Linked DNA regions of Sus scrofa: region 2 is linked to region 1. A link is a contact called in public promoter capture Hi-C data. All regions are on one chromosome and are shown on one strand. Each heading gives the region's core, a stretch centred on a gene start, on an enhancer-like site or on the middle of the called end of the contact. The rest is flanking DNA. Distances are from core to core; before and after follow the strand shown. Region 1 holds the start of PQBP1 (polyglutamine binding protein 1). Region 2 holds the start of TFE3 (transcription factor E3).

The links. Promoter capture Hi-C pulls out the DNA fragments that hold promoters and counts their contacts.
Region 2: a contact with region 1 is called in a promoter capture Hi-C map of liver, with 4 times the contacts expected there. The contact joins the promoter of TFE3 here to the promoter of PQBP1 in region 1. A contact is called at or near these places in 1 of 5 promoter capture datasets (liver) and 1 of 2 datasets of contacts at active chromatin or transcription factors (alveolar macrophages).

What each region holds. Positions count from the first base shown.
Region 1 is chrX:42,974,401-42,979,462 of Sscrofa11.1, forward strand. It overlaps PQBP1 (polyglutamine binding protein 1), which reads left to right and starts at 2,246. Exons shown (of 6, transcript NM_001246668.1): 1 at 2,246-2,331. The coding sequence starts at 2,265. TIMM17B (mitochondrial import inner membrane translocase subunit Tim17-B) reads right to left here and starts at 1,887. Exons shown (of 6, transcript XM_003360308.4): 1 at 1,473-1,887; 2 at 516-615. The coding sequence starts at 1,645.
Region 2 is chrX:43,113,749-43,118,810 of Sscrofa11.1, forward strand. TFE3 (transcription factor E3) reads right to left here and starts at 2,629. Exons shown (of 10, transcript XM_003135074.6): 1 at 2,210-2,629. The coding sequence starts at 2,325.

The DNA.
Region 1 (5,062 bases), core at 996-3,495:
CCTAGCTTGGGAACTTCCACATGCTGCAGGTACGGCCCTAAAAGACCAAAAAACCCAAAAAGTCATACATTTGATGAGATCTCTCAGGAAGGGGGAGGGGGGAGTTGTTCAGAGAGACAGAATTGAGTATGTTCAATTAAAAGCATATTGTCAATTTTAAGGCTGTCCTCCTCCTGCCAATTAAACTCCTATCACTTCCCTCTAGCCAGGCTTCCAACCCAGAGTCTGTCTTTAGGTAACATCTGTCTGGCTTTGCACACACACCTTTAAGTTTTGTGATGACAAAACCTTTTGACAGCACAGCATTTCCAAAGAGGAGCTCCAGTTGGGTGGGGGGTGAGGGGCAGAGGTCATGTATGCAGTTCCCCCAAACTCCCAGATCGTGGAACCAGGCCTGGCACACAGTAGGTGGGCAGGCACCAGAATGATTAAGTGCCCGTGACTGGCACTCCAAGCGGTTTTCCCATGTGGGCGGGGCAAGACCCCCGCACCACCCAAGGAAGGTCAGGACTCACGACAGGGGCATTGCGGAAGCCCTTAATGGCCTGGAAGACTCCACCGCCGATAACACCCATAGTGAAGGCTCCACCGCAATCATCCACAATTCGCCATGGGCTGCAAGCGGGAAGGGGAGGATAGGGTTAATGTGAGCCCTCCCCCATTTTATGTCACAAGGACACTTTCCAGCTGGGAGAAACTACGTCACTCAAATGGGGAGCAGCACTTCAAATAATAAAGAGGGTATTTTCCTCCATATTCTCGCAAAGAAACAGTGCGGAAGGGGGAAAAACATTAGTCGTTGCCCTTGTCCGCCCCTCTCCTTCACAGCCAACTGGTTTACTGCTAGCAAAGATTAAATGACTTGATTGCAAGCAAAGAGTGGGCACGTTTAAATAAGCGCTACGGAAGTGTTAACAAGCTGGCACTGTAAAGTACAACGGGGGTCGCACCCCCTCCTCCGACAATGAGCTCGTCCAGCCACGCTCTTCCCTTTCTTCACCTTGCACGAGGGAGGAAAAACCTAGCTGCAGACCGTGGGGACGATCCGACACCCCCTCCTTGCCCACAGTGGGCTCACCCAAGCCCCGCCTCCATTCACCAAAGGGACCTGGGAAAAACCACGCGCGGTAACCCTGGGGATTTCCGCCTAGCAACACACCACCCCCCGGCTGGAATGGATTCGACCAACGTGTCTCTTTCCGTTAACAAGAGGGACCGGGGACAAGAGTCAAGGGAAACGTGGAGTGGTTCGTCCTGCACCGCACCAGCTCCTTCAAGCACACAGTTGTGGCCCCTCTTAACGGAGCCCAAGTAAGGAAACAAGTGGACGGGAGCGGAAGGAGACAACAAACGTTTAAAAGTCTCCCGAGTCTGGGACGTGGCGCTGTGTAGCCAGCGCCTCCCCCGCCCGCCTCCCACCGCTGGCCGTGGCGCCGCAGCAAGAGTCCCGAGGCCTGTGCCCCTCGCCGTACCAAGGCTCCCGAGCGTACTCCTCCATGGCGCCGGCGTCCGGCCGCGCAGTCTGGCTAAATCCCGGCCGGGCCACACCCCCACTGTAAACGCACACAGGCGCCCGAGCTTTCCACCTATTCCAAGGTAATGATTGGGTCCTTTCGCCAGACGTCAGGCCAAGGCGCACTCTCATTGGCCAGTTAGGTTTCCGTCATCTGTTCTCTGCAGCCCGAGCGTCGCCCAGTTACCTCTGGCTCAGGGAGAGAGGGCCTCATTCTTTCCCTCAGGAGAAAAAGAGTCGTGGTCCTGGCGATCATAAAGGCGTCGAGAGAGAGGCCGACAGTCTGACAGCCTTCCGCAACCCGCGTGACTGTATTGGTAATGTCGGGGTGGGCGCATTTTTTGGAGCTAGAGGAAACCCTGCTCCCCCCACCCCTGCTCCTTGGTTCCTTCCACCCGGCAGTCTTTGGGGGACGTTGGGTGAGCCCATTTCTGGGGCGCGGGGGAGCGGCGCTTGGCCCCTTCGGCGATGGGTGGAGCCTAGGCCTGGGAGAGGAGGCCTGGGAGAGGAGTCCTGTCCCGGAGCACCCCGCCTGGAGAGGAGAGTTGGCGAGAATTTCGGTGATACTGCCGTTTATCCCTTCCACCTTTTAGCGGGTAGGTTCTGTTGCCCAGCTCCTGGTGCAGGTGGGTAGGTGGGAGTCTAGATGAGTGCATGTTGGGGAGAGGCGCTTGCTTACGAGCTCCAGATTCAAATCCTTATCTGAACTGCTTTCTCGTCTGTCCTTCCCTAGGTCTGTCTGCTACCCGCTATGCCGCTGCCCGTTGCGTTGCAGACCCGCTTGGCCAAGAGAGGCATCCTCAAACATCTCGAGCCCGGTGAGAGAGCTAAGAGCAGATGGGCCTACCATGTGCCAGGCTTGACAGGCACTTTGTTGTTGATATTGCCACTCGATCCCTAGTATGGGCCTACTATATACCAAGCAGTGGGCTGGCAGACATTTTGTTGTAAACAATACGTATTCCTGACGCCGATTCCTACCGCGTGCGCGCGGACGCCTACGGTGGGGGTGGGGCAGGGAATAGACATTTCAGCTTTAGTCGTACCTAATACTGACAGCTGATGCTTATCTTGGATCTTCATACGCCAGATTTAATCCAATCGATCCCTGGAAGAGTATCTAAGGATATTAATAGTAAACTGACATCTATTACAGCCTCTTTTGGACCAAATACAGTGGGAGGAGGCTGATATTTTGTTCTTTACCATACTAGTAGGTAACATTTTTTTCAGATCTACTGTAGAGCCAGGTACTGTTCAGGCGATATATACCGACTTGTTCACCAGTTCAATAACTGACATGTATTTCGGGTCTGCTTAAGTGGCTGGCATATGCATTATGGTTTACAGTATGTAAAATAATGGTAGGGGAGTTCCTGTCGTGGCGCAGTGGTTAACGAGTCCGACTAGGAACCATGAGGTTGCGGGTTCGATCCCTGGCCTTGCTCAGTGGATTAAGGATCCAGCGTTGCCGTGAGCTGTGGTGTAGGTCGCAGACGCGGCTCGGATCTGGCGTTGCTGTGGCTCTGGCGTAGGCTGGCAGCTCAGCTCCGATTGGACCCTTAGCCTGGGAACTTCCATATGCCGCGGGAGCGGCCCAAGAAAAGGCAAAAAAACAAAAAACAAAACAAGGATAATGATAGGATCTGTCATTTTGGCCTGCTGTGCTGCCGTTGCCAGTATTTATACCTTACTGTCATTACAGTAAAAGTTGGCATCTATTTTGGGCTAAGGTGTGGCCGTGTACTGGAAAACTCATTTTCACTTTATTGACAGGTGACATCTATTACAGGTTTGTTGTGTGCCAAGCATAGATCTTTGGTTAATAATACGGATAATGGTCATTGATATTTATTTTAAGCTTACTGAATACCGGGCCTTGTGCCCGTGGTACGTTTCTTACTAACAACACTAATGATTATAGCTGATGATCTATTTTGGACCTATTGTGTGACAGGCACTATGTTATTGCTGAAATAGACATTTCATTGTTAGCTGTATACACAGTTGAAACCTGTGATCGGCCAACTGAGGTCCAGGTACTCATGTACCTTTTTTAAAATGTTTGGTCTTTTTATGGCCACACCCACGGCATATGAAAGTTCCCGGGCTAGGGGTCGAATCAGATCTGTAGCCGCTGGCCTATGCCACAGCCACAGCAATGCCAGATCCGAGCTGCATCTGTGACTTACACCACAGCTCACAGCAGTGCCAGATTCTTAACCCACTGAGCAGGGCCAGGGATCAAACCTTCGTCCTCGTGGATGCTAGTCGGGTTCGTTATTGCTGAGCCACAATGGGAACCCCCACTCATACACCTTTTTTATTCTGTTGATAGTAACTGAAAACAGTTGCAGGTCTCAGGAGCTGAATATATTCAGAGCAGTGTTTGGATAAATGCCTTGCTCTCCAAACTTGCTACTCAATATACTAGAATCAGAAACTCCCTATTTGCCAAGCTGGAGAACTGAATGAATTTGGACGTTTTTAGATAAAACCTTTGCTGTTCAAACTAATTTTGTCCAAATAGGTTTGGATAGCGGGGAGTTTCCGTCATGGCTCAGTAGTTAACAAACCTAGTTAGTATCTATGAGGACGCGGGTTCAACCCCTGGCCTCACTCAGTGGGTTAAGGATCTGGCATTGCCATGAGCTTCAGTGTAGGTCTCAGGTGGGGCTTGGATCCTGTGTCGCTGTGGCTGTGGCCTGGAGTGGCAACTACAGCTCCAATTTGACCCCTAGCCTGGGAACCTCCACATGCCACAGGTGTGGCCTTAAAAAGACAAAACGATACATAAAAATAGATTTGGGGAGTTCCCGTCATGGCGCAGTGGTTAACGAATCCGACTAGGAACCATGAGGTTGCGGGTTCCGTCCCTGCCCTTGCTCAGTGGGTTAACGATCCGGCGTTGCCGTGAGCTGTGGTGTAGGTTGCAGACGCGGCTCGGATCCCGCGTTGCTGTGGCTCTGGCGTAGGCCGGTGGCTAGCTATGGCTCTGATTGGACCCCTAGCCTGGGAACCTCCATATGCCGCGGGAGCGGCCCAAGAAATAGCAAAAAGACCAAAAAAAAAAAAAAAAAAAAAAAAGATTTGGATAGCAGGGTGTCACATACTGTCTGAACACAGGAACTAAACAAACATGGATACACGTTTTTTATTTAATTTTTATTTTTTTTAGGGCCACACCTGAAGCATATGGGGGTTCCCAGGCTAGGGGTCTAATCAGAGCTACAGCTGCCAGCCTACACCACAGCCACAGCAACGCCAGATCCAAGTGGCATCTGGGACCTACACCACACACAGCTCAGGGCAATGCCAGCTCCTTAACCACTGAGCGAGGCCAGGGATCGAACCTGCAACCTCATGGTTCCTAGTTGGATTCATTTCCTTGCGCCACAACAGGAACTCCGGATACACTTTTTTGTTTTTTTTGCTTTTTAGGGCCGTACCCGCGGCGTGTGGAGGTTCCCAGGCTAGGGGTCGAATCAGAGCTACAGCTGCCGGCCTACGCCACAGCCACAGCAACGCCAGATCCGAGGCATGTCTGTG
Region 2 (5,062 bases), core at 1,379-3,878, 140 kb after region 1:
GAGAAGAGACGAGAGAAGAGACAGGATGAGACCAGGAGGGAGAACAGAGCGTATCCCTCACATTTGGCCACTCTGCTGAAACCACCACCATGAATCCCCATGTCGTCTCCCCTCCCCACTCTCTTTTGCTCTGTGTTACCCACAGGTCCTTAAGATTCAAAATAATAAGAGCGCCTGGGTCCCAGCGCCCCGCTCTAACAATCCCGTGTACAACCTGGGTTTCAGGAGAAGAGAAATGAAGAATTTAGGAGTGACGATTCACTTTGCGGGACTCCTGACTTTGCATTCAGAGTTCTCCCAGCCCCCACACTCCCCACTGCTTTCGTGGCTGCGGAATGCGAGCCCACGGGGGTCCACAGATGCAGTAGGAGAGCACCCCTTGGCAGAACAGTCCATTGTGACACAAAGTGAACTGGGGAGGCTGATTCACTTTACAGAGGATCCACTACTTTGCAAATAAGTCTCTCCCCCCACCAACCCCGCCCCAGTCGGAGTTCGAGGGATGCCAACATCCAACCAAAAAAAAAAAAAAAGAAAGAAATGGAAATAATAAAGACTCCCCTAGGCTCAACGATCTGGATTTACAAGAGGGAGAACTGGAGTGGAGGATCACTTTGTAGGAACATTCTTCTCTAGGTCAGAGGAGCCTGCCCAGCGCTCTCCTGGTTTTTTGGATAAATCGCAACACAAACACACCTTCCATACCAACACCCACAAGCACCCAAAATAATAAGCCAGGTACACCCCTCCCTTTCAACTATTCCCACCACTATCATGATCCAGGTCGTTATAAAAGCAGTAGGAGATGATGGTAAATTGTTATGATGGAAAGGCTCCTGGCTCAACCCTCCATGCCAGCTGCAAGACCCTAAAGTGTGAGGGCCACTAACATGGGGGCACATGGACATGCATCCCTGAATTTTGTCAGAAGATCTTGAATCCTCAGACTGTGGTTGACTTCACTTGACAAGAATTCTTGCCCCTCCCCAAGGATCTGTCTTCCTTTCTTTCTTCACCCACAGATGGGGCCCTAAAACCACCCAGGAAGTCGGGAAGAGGAAGCTCGGGGAGCTGCTGAGCTAGGCACAATCCCAGCCAGAAAGTAGGCAAAGCCCCCCTCCCATGCTCTCATCCTGGAAGCGGTGGGCACTAGACTGAGAGGGCTGGGGCTTACAGGCCTGTTGATAGAAGTGAGGCTGAGAGGTCAGAGAAGAACTACCCAGCCAGGGATGGTGCAATTGGTGCTCATTCCAGCTCTGGGGTCAGATTCAAGATTGTCTCCAGGGCCTGAGAGACAGACAAGGAGGGCGAGATAAAAAAAAAAAAAAGTACCTGTGTCTGAGTGTGTGTGTGTGTGTGTGTAGGGGGTGAAAAGGGCTGGCTGAGAGGCTAGGGCAGGTGGCCTCAGGAACAAGATCCTCCTCTGGGTTCCCCAATAAGGTCTGATGAGGCCTTCAATGAGTTAAGTGTTAGCACCACCTCCATTGCCTGTCTGTCTGACTGACTCCCATTCAAGCCCCTGTTGAGGGTGTGAGAAGAGGACTTTCCCACTATCCCTTGGATCTGACCCAGCTGGACGGGTGGGCAAGTGGAGGGATTATTCTGATCAAGTCTTGATGAATGTTGCTTTTCTTGTGCACTCGCACACACTCCCAAGGCTGGTCCCACGCAGCATATCTGAGATAGCCCCAAATCCCTTCAGAGTCAAGTTTCCCCAAACACAGCCTCCAGCAACCAGCCACTGGGAGTCACCAAGCTCCTGAGACAGCACCTCTGACTCCTAGGACCCTCTCTCTGAGGGGAAAAGAAGCCTTAAAATCAGTACCTCACTTACAGAGTGGCCCCTTAAATTCATTCTCCTCATACCTGACTCAAGAATCCCAAATTCAACCTCTAATCAGAGTCTCAGTCCCTGAAGTTCAGCGACGTTAGACCAGTTTGTGGACACAACAGAATCAGTCCCTCTAGACCCAGTCAAGGGCCCCCCAAATCTGAACAAGGCCTCTCTTAATGTACTTCCACGACTCCTTTAAGCCTCAGTCCAAGCAGGCCACCGCCAGATTCCTTAGGTGCCCCCCCCAAGTCGGGCGCCCCGACGTCCTCCAAGCCTAGGCCAAGGGCCTCCGATCACAGTCCTGGGCCCCCGCTGCCCCCAGATCAGGCCCCCGGGAACCCCAGTCAGCACTACCGGTCCCAGGCGGCCCCGCACCTGAGCAGCTGGGCCGAGTCGGCCGGCCTGCGCTCCTCCAACAGCACGAACACGGCTCGAGGGCCCTCCGCGCTGGCCTCTACGCCGTCCCGAGCTGGCTCGGCCGCATGAGACATGACGCCCGGCCCCGGGCGAGCCCTGCCAGGCCGGTCGGGCCTCGGCCCGGTCCCCCCAACAAAATAAGAGTCCCCCTCCCCCGCTCGCCACCGCCTCCTCCGCTAAGCCATGGAGCGAGCTCTGCGCCGGCGGGCGGCGTCGGGGAGATGGGATGGGCCGTGAGTCATCCCCCGCCCTAAACGGACCGACACCCCCCCCAACCTAACCCCGGACGACCGCCTTCCTCCCCCTCGTCCTCTTCCCCCTCCTCCCTGGGCTGGGGAAACTCCACAGGAAGTGACCGCATGATGGATAGACAGCTCGCCGGGCCACGCCCTCTGGGTGAGACGACCAATCGTCGAGGGATGTTTCAAGGGCCCGCCCTAAGCTACGCCTCCGAAGCCAAAAGAAGACTAGATTCGGCAGGCCCTTTTTCCGAGAAGGGGGCACCTAGGCCACGCCCTCAGAGAGAGGCAAATCAATGAGAGGTAATTTGATTGAGTCACGCCTCTTCTTCTCAAATTATCCCTCCGCAAGATAGTAAGCCGCTCCTTAGGGCCTCTGCGCCTGCGTACTGAAGCCCGGTCGGCGCGCGGAGGCTCTCCAGGCTACGCTTCTAGCTGCGGAATCGCGCCCTCTCTCGGCCAGCATTCGTAATATCCACTCTCCAGACCGCGCTCCAACCTTGATCTAGCGGTGCCTGCTAAGCCAAAGCCTAAGCCTTGAGGCCTAGGCAGCTACGTTCCCTTGAATTGCGCACCAGAAACCCTGCCCTCTCGGTACCTACAGTCCAGCGATCCAGCTGGTCTTCCAGGAAGCGCTCCGTCTGCTCTTTGTTGTTCAGAGCGGTTGTTGTACTAGGTCGTTGTGCTACACTGTAGGTGCTTAGTAAAATCCTTGACGGATGGCTGAATGAGTGGAAAGATGGACATTAGATCCGCTCCCTTCGGTGGATGACTTCTGTTGTTATACAGAACTGGGTTTGGATATGGACAAGGGACTTACCCTCTCGGAGCCTCAGCTTTCTTGGCCGTCAAATGGGGGTCTTAATACCTGTCTGGCGACATTTTTATAGGGAGTAGAAGTAATTTATGAATAGTGCTAGCAGATTTTTTGGTATACAATAACCTCTCCAAAAATTCATTGATTCAGGAGTTCCCATCGTGGCGCAGCGGAAACGAATCCAACTAGGAACCACGAGGTTTCGGGTTTGATCCCTGGCCTCGCTCAGTGGGTTAAGGATCCGGTGTTGCGGTGAGCGTGGTGTGGGTCGCTGACGCCCCCCGGATCTGGCGTTGCTGTGGTTGTGGCGGAGGCCGGCAGCTGTAGCTCCAATTAGACCCCTAGCCTGGGAACCTCCATATGCCTCGGGTGCGGCCCTAAAAAGACAAAAATAAAAAAATTGATTCACTCATTTGTGCACTGGTACAGCAAACATTGATTGAGCTCCTCTGTGTGCTAAATGTATGCAAGTTGGCTTGCACACAGCGGAGGGTCCCACTCACACCTTCAGGTGCACAGTCAACTCACAAAACACCAGGACCAACAACCTTCCCTAAATTCTTCCCAGCATCCCAAGACCATGCCCATCAGTTGCACCACTGGGAACTTCACTGAACTTCCATTTGCCTTGTACCTTTCTGTATTGGCACCCTTATTTCCCTTATTATCAAGTCGACTTGGTAAACACGAACGTCCCCATACACACACACACACACACACACACACACACACACATATCATCATCATCCACATAACAAAGGTGACAATTCTTCCCCAAACTAATCTTTCACAAAATCAATATGGTACCAATACAAATTCCAAAACGGGGAGTTCCCACTGTGACACAGTGGGTTAAAGATGCCACGCAGCGATTCAGGTTGCTGTGGAAGTGCTGGTTGGATCCGCAGCCCTGCACAGTGGATTAAGGTTCCAGTGTTGCCACCGCTGTGGTGTAGGTGGCAGCTGTGGTTCGTATTTGATCCCTAGCCTGGGAACTTCCATATGCTGTGGGTGCATTCATAAAAAAAATTTTTTTGGAGTTCCCCTTGTGGCTTAGCAGTAACCAACCTGACTAGTATTCATGAGGGCGTGGGTGTGATCCTTGGCCCTGCTCCCTCAGTGGGTTAAGGACCTGGCGTTGTGGTGAGCTGTGGTGTAGACCTCAGACTTGGCTGGGATCTGGCATTGCTGTGGCTGTGGCATGGGCTGGCAGCTGCAGCTCCAATTCAACCCCTGGCCTGGGAACCTCCATATGCCTCAGGCGTGGCCCTGAAAAATTTAAAAAATGGAACTTGAGGACCTGATGTTAAAATTCCTACGTTGCCTTAAATATGTAAGCGTATCTAATTTTATAAAAGAAGAAGAAAGATGAAGGCATCATTTTACCAGATTCAAAATATATGACAAAGCTCTAGTAATTAAAACATTGTAATATGCAAGTAGGAATAGAAAACTACATCGATGGTACGGAAAAAAAAAATCCAAAACTCGACCTAGGTGTTTGTGGGAATCAGTAAATGACAAAACTGTTATGTCAAGTCACTGGGAGAGAGATGGACTATTTCCTAAAATGGTTTGGGGAATCTTTTGGGGGGAAGGATTAGATTCCTAATTTAGTCAGTTCAGAAAAGTTAATTCCAGATTGGCTAAAAACCTTAACTTTAAAAAGAAAAACTGTAAAAAAAATATCAGAACAGGCATTCCCATGGTGGCACAGCGGTAATGAACCTGACTAGTATCCATGAGGATGCGACT